Regions from separate parts of the Sus scrofa genome. Here all the other regions are linked to region 3. Evidence: chromatin contacts called from public HiChIP or PLAC-seq data. All regions are on one chromosome and are shown on one strand. Each heading gives the region's core, a stretch centred on a gene start, on an enhancer-like site or on the middle of the called end of the contact. The rest is flanking DNA. Distances are from core to core; before and after follow the strand shown.

Region 1 (3,506 bases), core at 272-2,771, 67 kb before region 3:
TAGGATAACACGAATAATCTCTACAGATCTGTGTTATATAGGCAATAAAACATACACCTTTGTAGCATGCCGGCATTTAACCAATCATAGAAGCTATTTGTTGCCTCATATATTACAAAGCAATAGAGATTTAAGGGATAATGTTCATGGAGGCAGAGGATACAAAGCAATAAACAGCATTGGAGGTTGGTTAAATGCCAAGTGAAGCCAGGACTACAGCACCATAAACATTATTCCTATTATATGACAAGATAAGGAAGTAAAGAAGCTGCCCTCCGTCCCACCACAACTAGGGCTCGACTGCTACTCCTGGCCTTAGGAAGGGAAAGCAGGCCCCTGAGGTCTATGAGCTAGTTACATGTTTCATGTCCCAGAAAGATCTGAACAGAACCTCAACCTGTATCTACATGTCCTCTGGGAGAAGAAAAGATCTGGTAGTAGATATCCTGGGGGCAGGGGGCGGAGAGTAACAGCCCCTCAGGGACACACTGGACAGAGAAACAATCAAAGGATTTTTCCTTAAGAGAACAGACTTGATACTGAGTGGTTATGATAGAAACCTTTCTCAATGGCTAAAAATGGGATGATTCTACCCATCCATTAATAGCATCTCCTCAGAGGAAATGTGTTCCTGTTCTTAAGGAAATAAGACATTCTAAGTAATAAGCTTACACAACCAGCTTCTGCTCAAAGACTGGTTATGGTAACCAGAAGGATGACTTAAATCTGCATAATTTGTATTGCAAACCAGTGTCATGTAACTGAGAGGGAGGTAGAGAAATATGGAAATTGTTGATTCCTGGTAATAAAAATTGAACAAAAAGCATCTAATAGGTAAGTTATCTAATTGTATCCAAATGAAATAACATCTCAAATTCAAGATTACTGACACAGACACAGTAATTTTTCCTGCTTCCACATGCAATAGAAGTTCATAATCCACCTTCAAGTAAAAGTGCCTTTAAAAGTATTAAAAACTTAAAGACTTTCTAGACTCAGCACGAAACTGTATTTCTATTATTTTAATAACACAGAGGCAAAGCTATTTTATAGTCATAATGTTTTAAAATAGATCCTATCTTACAAACACTTCTCAGATCCATACAACTCAAATTCAACCAGTCCTTTACCAGAGGGTATCTGGGGCTCTGTTGCCTTAACACTAACCCATTCTCTAGAGGCAGCTCTAGTAACTATTCCTGCTACCACATTCCATACAGAAGTATTAGCAAGGATATTTCTTTCTCCGAGTTCCTCTTCATGAGAGTGATGAGGCCTCAAGAGAAACAGAGACTCAACAAGAGAAAAGGAATGAGAAAGCTCAAAAAAAAAAAAAAACAAAACCAAAAAAACCCCCATCACCTGTCTTTTCAAATAATAATGCAAAGAACACAACCTTCAGCAGCCATCTTTTTTTAAAAAGTACATGTAGCATATTTAGAACTCAGCTGTGTCACATCAGACTTACTGTTGGGAAGTGGATCATGAACAGAATCCAAAAATAACAGCCATTAAAGACCTAGCAACCAAAACATGTTTACGTATCCATTGAAAGCCCTGTGGTTTTGATTATATGGTGGAGAGCATAATCCACTAGTCTATTTTAGGTGAATTTTCCTTTCACCTTCCCTTAATATTAAGGCGTAAGATGATTTCTGAGTCTAGGCAGAGAATATTTAAATAATGCAACATTCCTACAGTTCCTGTTGGCTGTTTGTGCGTGTGTGTGTGTGTGTGTGGATAAGTCTCTTCATTTATAATTTGCTGTCATTCCTTCTTCCTCTAACTGGGAGAAGCCACTGATTTTTGAGACTTCTATGGCAGTGCGTTCTAAATACGCCTTGCAAAAATTATCATGGTCCTTATTACCCCTCCCGGAATTTATACAGCTTTTTTATTAGTCTACCATTTCTTCAGTAAAGAATCTGAATCAATGATAGTTGATTATAAATAGACTTGAAGGCCTCAAGGTGATTCCAGAATGAAACAATTTTCAAGAGATATAAGGAAGTTGGGATGACAAGTCAAAGGAACTTTATTTTACAAGTATATCTTCTCTGCCCTATTTTTCACTATTTCCTATAACATAAAGCAATCACAGAAAATCCTGCATAGATTCCACTCTAGAGTTATTTGTTATTAGATATTGGGAGAAAATTGGAAGGAGACTACACATAACTAAAGAACTACGATCTCACATGACTCTAAAGTTTTGACATGCAAAGGAGGTAAAGGAATCAACCATAATTTCATTAAAAAAATAAAACTTTAAAGAATATATAATTGAAACATGTTGCTATACAGCAGAAATTAACACAATATTATAAATCGACTGTACTGCAATTTTAAAAAGTGGAAATTTTTTAAAAACATAATGGAAAAGAGTATGAAAAATAAATTTTTTAAAAAGGAAAAAAAGTCGGAGTTCCTGTCATGGTGCAGCAGAAATGAATCCAACTAAGAACCATGAGGTTGCGTGTTCGATTCCTGGCCTCACTCAGTGGGTTAAGGATCTGGCGTTGCCATGAACTGTCCTGTAGGTCGCAGATGCAGCTCGGATCCTGAGTTGCTGTGGCTCTGGTGTAGGCTGGCGACTACAGTTCCAATTATACCCCTAGCCTGGGAACCTCCATATGCCGCAGGTGTGGCCCTAAAAAAGCAAAAAAAAAAAAAAGCAAAAAAAGTCAAACAACAACAACAACAAAACAAACAAAAGAAACAAAGGAGGTAAAGGGATAAAGCATGCTACCTCAAAGCCTTAAAGTAGCTTCTCATCCTTTCTTTTTTCTATGAAACAAATACCTTGAATCCAAAAGAAGGTAACAATCTCCCTGAGGGGAAAAAGCCTTAGGGACCCAGGCTAGAAGTTAAAATGAATCTTAAGAGCCAAATACCAATAAACAATTCAGAAATGGGAGGGAGAAGCAGGGGTAGGAAAGGTTTATGTTAAACAGAACCGGACAAAATATGAAGGAACCAAAGTAGAAAGTCCCTGTTTTCATATCTAAAAGAAACAAACACAAAATCCTTCTGGGATCTCACAAATTTCAGTGAAAACTACTGTTTTCTGATAAGACAGCCTCAAAAAACCCTATTTATACATTTCTACCTCAGAGAGCCAGGTAGAAGACCTGCTTTTCCTATGTATTCCTTTCTTTCCTTTTTTTATTTTTTTGTCTTTTTTCTTTTTAGGGCCCCACCTACGGCACATGGAGGTTCCCAGGCTAGGGGTCTAATCGGAGCTTTGCTGTCAGCCTACGCCAGAGCCACAGCAATGAGGGATCCGAGCCACGTCTGCGACCTATACCACAGCTCACAGCAATGCTGGATCCTTAACCCACTGAGCAAGGGCAGGGATTGAACCCGCAACCTCACGGTTCCTAGGTGGATTCATTTCCTCTGCGCCATGACAGGAACTCCTTCCTATGTAGTTCTTTATTTTTATCATCCATTTCTATTTACTTTTTTTTCCATTTTTATTTTTTTAAGTCCTTGTCTGAGTAGTG
Region 2 (3,668 bases), core at 1,147-3,646, 130 kb before region 3:
TTTGTGATAGCTTCCACCTCTAGGCCACAAAGAATAAGTTTAACCCCGCTTTTAAATGAAAGCTCTTCGACTATTTGAAGACTGCAATTTTGTTCACATAAATAAAATCTTATCATTTTCAAGCAAAATTTCCTCAATTTCTTTTCTCTCTCTTTTTTTTTTTTTGGCTGCCCTGCAGCATATGCAGCTCCTGGGCCAGGGATCAGATTGGAACCACAACTTAGACTTAAGCCACAACTGTGGCAAGGTTGGATCCTAAACCCACTGTTTGGGGCTGGGGTTCAAGCCCTCATCCCTGGGCTCCTAAGACTTGGTCAATCCCATTGCACCACAGCAGGAGCTCCCCTCAGTTTCTTTTTCTTTTTTTCTTTTCTTTTTTTGTCTTTTTGCCATTTCTTGGGCCACTCCCGCAGCATATGGAGGTTCCCAGGCTAGGGGTCGAATCGGAGCTGAAGCCGCTGGCCTACACCAGGGCCACAGCAACGCGGGATCCGAGCCACATCTGCAACCTACACCACAGCTCACGGCAACGCCGGATCGTTAACCCACTGAGCAAGGGCAGGGATCGAACCTGCAACGTCATGGTTCCTAGTCGGATTCGTTAACCACTGCACCACGACGGGAACTCCTCCCCTCAATTTCTTTTAAATGTTCTCAAAGTGACCTGATTTGTAATTCTTTCACCATCCTGGTTGATCTCCTGTAAAAAGCTTTAAGGACATCCTTCTTTAAGTCTAGTCTTGAATATTACTAGAGAGCAACTTGAAAGTTAAGAGCCATGTACACTGAAACAAAGAAGAGCCAAAATTCAATAAATGTTTATTGATTGGCTGCCTGAACAAAACAATTCAGGGAGTTCCGTTGTGGTTGCAGTGGAAACAAACCTGACTAGCATCCATGAGGATGTGAATTCAAATCCTGGCCTCTCTCAGTGGGTAGGGAATCCAGCGTTGCCATGAGCTGTGGTGTAGGTCACAGACTCGGCTTGGATCTGGCATTGCTATTTGACCCCTAGCCTGGGAATGTCCATATGCTGCAGGTGTGGCCCTATTAAAAAACAAACAAACAAACAAAAAAACAGTTCAGGTGAAAAGTCTGGTTAGCTCAGAAAAGAGTGGGGTTTGGCAAAAAAAAAAAAAAAAAAAAAGTTATCTAACAAAATCTGTGTAATTTATAATCTTTCTTTAACATCTTCATCATAATCAGAACAAAAATAATTTAAAAAACAGACTGCTGAATAATGCTACACGGGTAGGGCTACGAGACTGAATTTTTTTTTTTTTTTTGCTACACCTGAGGCATGTAGAAGTTCCTGGGCCAGGGATCAAACCCTCAACACAAGTGTTTCCATTGTGGCTCAGAGGGTTAAGAACTCGCAAAGTGTCTTTGAGGATGCAGGTTCAATCACTGGCCTCACTTAGTGGGTTAAGGATCTGTCATTGCTGCAAGCTGCAGCGAGGTTGCAGAGGCGGCTCAGATCTGATATTGCTGTGCCTATAGTATAGGCCTCCGCTGCAGCTCCAATTTGACCCCTAGCCTGGGAACTTCCACGTGCCATCAGTGTGGCCATAAAAAAAAAAAAAAAAAAAAAAAAAAAAAAAAAAGACCAGACAAACAAAACCCAAAAACCAAAATACTTTGCCATAGCAGTGACCAGAGCTGCTGCAGTGACAATGCCAGATCCTTAACCCCCCTGTACCACAGGGAACTTCCAAGAAGGCTGATTTCTGATAAAGATCCAACACTTGTGCTGATCCATCATCTGGACCCTGTAAAGCCTGATGTGGCTGACTCGGATTAGTAAGTACTATCTGGTTCTACAGAACAAAGCCCATAATTTGTGCTTTAATCAATTAAACAAATTATCCCAGAGCACAATGAAAGTTGCCCAGATCTGAACATCACCAGTTTTTCAGCTAAAGTCCCATCTCTTGCCTTTTTTTCATCCTCATCTGCAGCTTTCTTGAATTCATGTTCAAAGGAGCTAGCTAGTTCATTGAAGAGTCCCACCTCTTCACAGTTCTTCAGGAATCTAGTCGGAGTAGGAGTTTGATCTGTAGACATGGAAAGAAAAGGAACCTCTATTTTAGTTTTGACCTGAAATTAAAATTTGAGAGTATATAGGGAACACATTTTTATTCTTCTATTTGGAGAGAATCTCTGTGTTAGAGCAAATTTGCTTTTATGGAGCCCTAGTAAGTAAAGACTGCTGTTAGGCCACCAGAGGGTGTCTGTGCTGTGCTGCCTCAAGGCGAGCAGAGGGAAGACGGAACAATGTTTTGCTGTGCCACATCTGTGTAACTGCCTTTTTCTCAGAAGCCGGTTTCAGCTCCCTCACCCTCAAACAAAACCAAACCACCTACCCAGGTGGACTCTGTACAACTTTCAGGCTGGAAAATCAAGTCGAGTTAAATGACATTTTCTTTTTACACTCACCCACTGCTAGGTCTGAAGTGAGCAGGTATAAGAAGAGGGATGTTAAAATCTGATGAGAAGAAACTGAGGATCAGATAGCTGAGTCTGCTCGCTAAAGCTACCAAGTAAGAAAGGGTGCCCTGTCTTTCAGTGGTCACTGAGGTAACCTTCTAAAGGCATTCTAGACAAATCCAGGGGCTGGGGAACAAGACAGCGAGATCATGAGCTAGCAAAGGAAACTGCAAACAATAGAGCTCATTTCACAGAGACCTGGGCTCAGGGCAAATTCCGGAAACCAGGATATTTAGATTTAGATTTGCCAGCCAAAATATCCTCTTGGGGTCTCCGCACAAATCTCTCCTCAGCACTTGGGAAGAGAAAGGCTCCTCGTAACCCATGGGAACTTTTAAAACAACTTGAATTTTGGATTTGATCTTCTTTCTATCCTGTTTTTCTAGTTTTTCTCCCTTAGGTCAATTGACTCTTGTTCCCTGGTCCTAACTCTATTATGACGCTTTTCCTTGACATGGTAATCACTTCAGGGATTCATCTCATACTCCAAAGCACTAAACTGAATGATTGGAATAGAACAATGTTTAAATGGTATTTTCAGGAGTGAGATCTGGGGTTAAAATTGCTCCTTCTAGTGTGATCAATTTGGAACAGTCCAGTGGGATTTTCCATGGAAACAACATAATTTTTTCTTTTTTTTAAACAAAACCTCTTCTGAACCAGAGTGTTTGGAAAAATTACCACTACCTCCCAAAATAGTTTTAAAAGGTTCTCTGGCAGCTTTCGTTGGCCAACGATAAAGCCACTTTCCCTCCATCCCTGGGTGAGTGGAGGTAATATTCCCTTATGTTTAGAGAGTACTTCACTAAGGGCACAGAAAAAAATCACAACTCAAGTGGAACAGGACAGGGCAGCTAAGGGCATGGCTATGGCAGAAGAGGGCCGTTTGAATCTCTGATCTGAGGCTCATACAAACTTCTCCCATTCCTGAACGAACAACCAAACAGCCAGAAAAGTGTATAAGAAAACTCTTAGCCTGCTCTGATGATTCCAAAAAAAAAAAAAAAAAAAAAAAATCAACAGGTGTTTACTGAATACTTTCTGTGTTTTGCTGCTATATATGCATACACCTGTGTTCATCTTTGGCGGAGGGGGAAAGAGAAGCATAGGAGTTTTAGCCAAATATAAGACATGATTCTTGCCATAGAGAATTAAGAGAATGTTTTTTAGTTGAGGAAATA
Region 3 (3,313 bases), core at 299-2,798:
CACGCGGAAGGGGCCGTCCCAAGGCGCGGGGATACCGGCGGCAAGGGAGGGCATGAGGGCCGGGGCGGGAGCATGCAAGGGTAAGGGCCTCAGAGCATCCGCGCAAGGGGGGGAAGCCCACGCGCGTGCGCGGCGCAACGCGGGAACGAGGGCCCAAGGCCTTACCTGCTCCCAGGGCAGAGAAGACAGAGAGGGGCGGGGAGGGGGCGGGGATAGCGAAAGGAAGCCTCGGCGCATGTGCGGCCTGGACTAACGAGTCGCTCCACCAAGGATAGAGTGATAGCAACGTTGAGGGTCGGCCCAGGTGCCACAGCGCCGCCTGCCAGCTCTGTTGAGGCATCCGGCCAACCACTCCACCTGGCGTTTGAAAGGAGAAACTGCATGCGGAGACCAGCGAGTGCAGAAATGAGGGCAGCTGTAAGCGGATCCGCAACGTGGCCTGCGGTTTGTTCTGCACGGCGTTAGGGATCTTGGACTGGCTTCCCCTTTCTGAGCATGCGCAGTTACATTGCAAAAAACCAACCCCCCCAAAAAAAACCTACCCAGAATGTCAGTATTAAATAGCACACAATGGAGACCGAGGTTCAGTGTCTAAAATGTGGCAGGAAGAAAATAAAGTCACAGGATTCCTGCCTTCGGTCGTTGGGACCCTGGCTTTATGGATGGAAAACCCGTTCAAGGGGCAAGGAGTCCACAAAATGTTCCAGCTGCTTCTAGTGGCTTCGCCTTTATTTCCCTCTTTCTTTTTTCAGTGATCAGCTATTAGAAAGCCAGCATCTGCGAACCAGAAAATAGGGGCTAAAGGTGATTAGGACTCAAGCGCCCTGATCTTAAACCTTCTTTCCTGAGTCCTGCAACAGTCAAAGAGTAACGGGCACCAGTGACCTGCAGTGAGATTGCAAGGGTCACCCCAGGCATGGCTGTGCCTCTGCCCAGGCTTCATCTACGCGAGATGAGATAAGCAGTGCCCCCAGGAGGTGCTCTCAAGAAAGCCTTTCGGCTTCTCCCTCGTGCCCTTTCGCTTGTCCTTTCCCCGATGGTAGGAAGTATGGGCTTCCCGGCCCTCACCTCTTCTGGGTTTTCCTGTCTCCCCGACAGGGTCTGACCGGCCCCTTTGGGGGGAGATCAGCAAGGCCTACCCATTTCCCCCCATGCCCAACCCCGGCCGTCCAGACATCGTGCTTGAACGCAGCACGAGAAAGACGGGGAAAGCTCACCAAACCCCCATAAAAAATAAAAAATAAAAAGAAAGCCGCGGCTGTAAATAAAGCCAAATCCGCCACCCTCTGAGGGGCCGTTTGTCCTCCCCTCCTTGGCCCCGTCCTTCCCGCCGCCCCCTCCCGGCTCCCGGGCCCCGCGGCGCCCCGGCCCCGAGCTCCTCCATTTAATCGGATTTGGGAGAAGGGGAGGATAAATCACGGCAGCAGCTTTACGGTCCCGGAGGAGAGGCGAGCCGCAGCCAGGCACACCCCGGCCGGCGATAAAAACCGCCGCTGAAAGCCCACGGAGCAATTTCCCGGGACCCCGAGCGACGCCATTACAGGAATGTAATTTTGCCCGGATGAGGCCCCGAGTTTAATTATCCTCGCGGAGGAATTTCAATGCGGCCAATCCATCTTGCAGGCGGGCGGCAGAGGGATTTATATGGGCCCGTTATTTCACACCGATCCTCCATCTGCATTTTTATGGCCCTGAGCTCCTGAAAGGGAGGGGAAGGAGTGGAGAGAAATCGGAGAAGCGGGCGAGGAGAGGAGGGTGGGCGATTTCCCGCCTTTCCCAAATCCACGATCCCAGCTCGATGAGGATTCTCACAGGTTCCCCCGAAATGCCCAGATCGCCCTTCAGTTCTAGGTGTTCACTTGGGGTGGGGATGGAGGCGGGGGGAGGTGAGGAATGGAGCTGGGATCCTTACGAAAATAGCAACAGGTATTTACCAAGTACCAAGAGGTGCCAGGCTACAGTGTAAGATGCTTAGAGGAGAAAAGAAAGACAGGTAGGCAAGGATATCCTCTGAAGTCCCCAGACACCCCCACCGCGCCACGCAACCTCGGAGACAAAAAGTCTACAGTTCTTGAGACTCCACGACTAACCGGTTGGTGCAGCTGTTTGTTGAGACAATGTAGATCCTTCTCGGATATCTCTAACTATCCCAAAGTTGGATTGGAGAAGGCACCCTTGAGGGAGCTAAAGCTGGCTCCTTGGATAAGTTGTCATAGTCTGCAATGTTGAATTCTCTATTACCCCCATTCAATGCTGGGCTCTAGATCCACACATTTGGGTTCCCAAATCTGTGTGACCTCAGGCAATGGGTTTAACCCCACTATATCGATTTTCCTTTATGTAACTGGGAATAATAATAGTGCTTACTGGGCAGCAAATAGTAGAATAATATATGTGAAGCCTGGGAGTACCCATTGTGGCTCAGCAGTAAAGAACCTGACTTGTATCCAAGAGGCTGTGGGTTCGATCCCTGGCCTCGCTTAGTAGGTTCAGGATCCCGCATTGCAGTGAGCTTCGGTGTAGGTGGCAGACTGGCTGGGATCATGCATGGCTGTGGCTGTGGCTGTGGCCAGCAGCTGCACTCCCATTTGACCCCTAGTCTGGTAACTTCCTTATGCTGCACGTGCTGCCCTAAAAGGCAAAAAAAAAAAAAGTGAAACTTTTAGCAAGGTGCTTGGAACTCAGTAAGAGCTTAAATAAGTGCTAGTAATAGTAATAATAATGGTTATTTTGGTGTTAGTAGTAGTAGTAATATATTTGGGAGGATTGCAACTCAGTTCTGCTCTGCTCCCTAGAGACTTTATTGCAAGCTCCTTGCAATGGTATCTCCTGAGAGACTCAACTATCACTTACTGAATTTTTTCACCTACATAAATCACACATAAGTTATTTAACAGGTTAGTGGGTGGAGATCTGTGGGGAGGGCTAAGAATCCTGGGGGCTATTGTTATCAGGTCTGAAGCCAGAGGTTAAATCGATAGGGGTGAGACTGCAAAATGTAGTTGAGGTCTGTGCGGAGGGGAGAATTTAAAGATAGCAGAATATGATGATCCAAGAGGACATTATCTAAGGGTCTCTTCTTAACCAAGAGCTTGGGCAAGGGTCTGTTCTTTACTTCACTAATGGAAAACGGCTCCAGGAAGGAAAGGGTGTGGAGCCAGAACTATATTTTCCAATCACTTCCTTTTTTTTCCTACCAGACCATGTAGCAAGGTTGGCCTGATTGGCCAGTTCTTCTAATGACTGTGAGTGGCGGATTCTGACTGGGTAGCAGTCTCCCTGCACGGTGGTGACGAAAAAATGAGATTGATCT

The links. HiChIP or PLAC-seq counts read pairs in DNA pulled down with a chosen protein or histone mark.
Region 1: a contact with region 3 is called in an H3K27ac HiChIP or PLAC-seq map of skeletal muscle. The contact joins the enhancer-like site here to the promoter of ATP5G2 in region 3. A contact is called at or near these places in 1 of 5 promoter capture datasets (liver), 6 of 47 Hi-C or Micro-C datasets (embryonic fibroblasts, epiblast stem cells, fetal heart ventricle and 2 more) and 2 of 2 datasets of contacts at active chromatin or transcription factors (alveolar macrophages and skeletal muscle).
Region 2: an H3K27ac HiChIP or PLAC-seq map of skeletal muscle shows a contact between it and region 3, with 11 times the contacts expected there. The contact joins the enhancer-like site here to the promoter of ATP5G2 in region 3. A contact is called at or near these places in 4 of 5 promoter capture datasets (fetal liver, fetal skeletal muscle and liver), 26 of 47 Hi-C or Micro-C datasets (adipocytes, adipose tissue, alveolar macrophages and 15 more) and 2 of 2 datasets of contacts at active chromatin or transcription factors (alveolar macrophages and skeletal muscle).

Annotation. Positions count from the first base shown.
Region 1 is chr5:18,811,415-18,814,920 of Sscrofa11.1, forward strand. All of the region lies in intron 2 of ATF7 (cyclic AMP-dependent transcription factor ATF-7), which reads right to left. Among named protein-coding and RNA genes, the nearest start is that of ATF7, 26 kb to the right of the region's middle. Within about 2 kb of position 1,522, at least 7 of the 83 cell types and tissues checked have an H3K27ac peak or open chromatin away from gene starts, as enhancers often do. A contact at or near this core is called in skeletal muscle, where this site is marked.
Region 2 is chr5:18,751,310-18,754,977 of Sscrofa11.1, forward strand. ATF7 (cyclic AMP-dependent transcription factor ATF-7) reads right to left here. Exons shown (of 11, transcript XM_013987080.2): 3 at 1,936-2,054. Among named protein-coding and RNA genes, the nearest start is that of NPFF, 28 kb to the left of the region's middle. Within about 2 kb of position 2,397, at least 24 of the 83 cell types and tissues checked have an H3K27ac peak or open chromatin away from gene starts, as enhancers often do. A contact at or near this core is called in adipose tissue, alveolar macrophages, brain and 4 more, where this site is marked.
Region 3 is chr5:18,878,385-18,881,697 of Sscrofa11.1, forward strand. ATP5G2 (ATP synthase F(0) complex subunit C2, mitochondrial) reads right to left here and starts at 1,549. Exons shown (of 5, transcript XM_021091719.1): 1 at 1-1,549.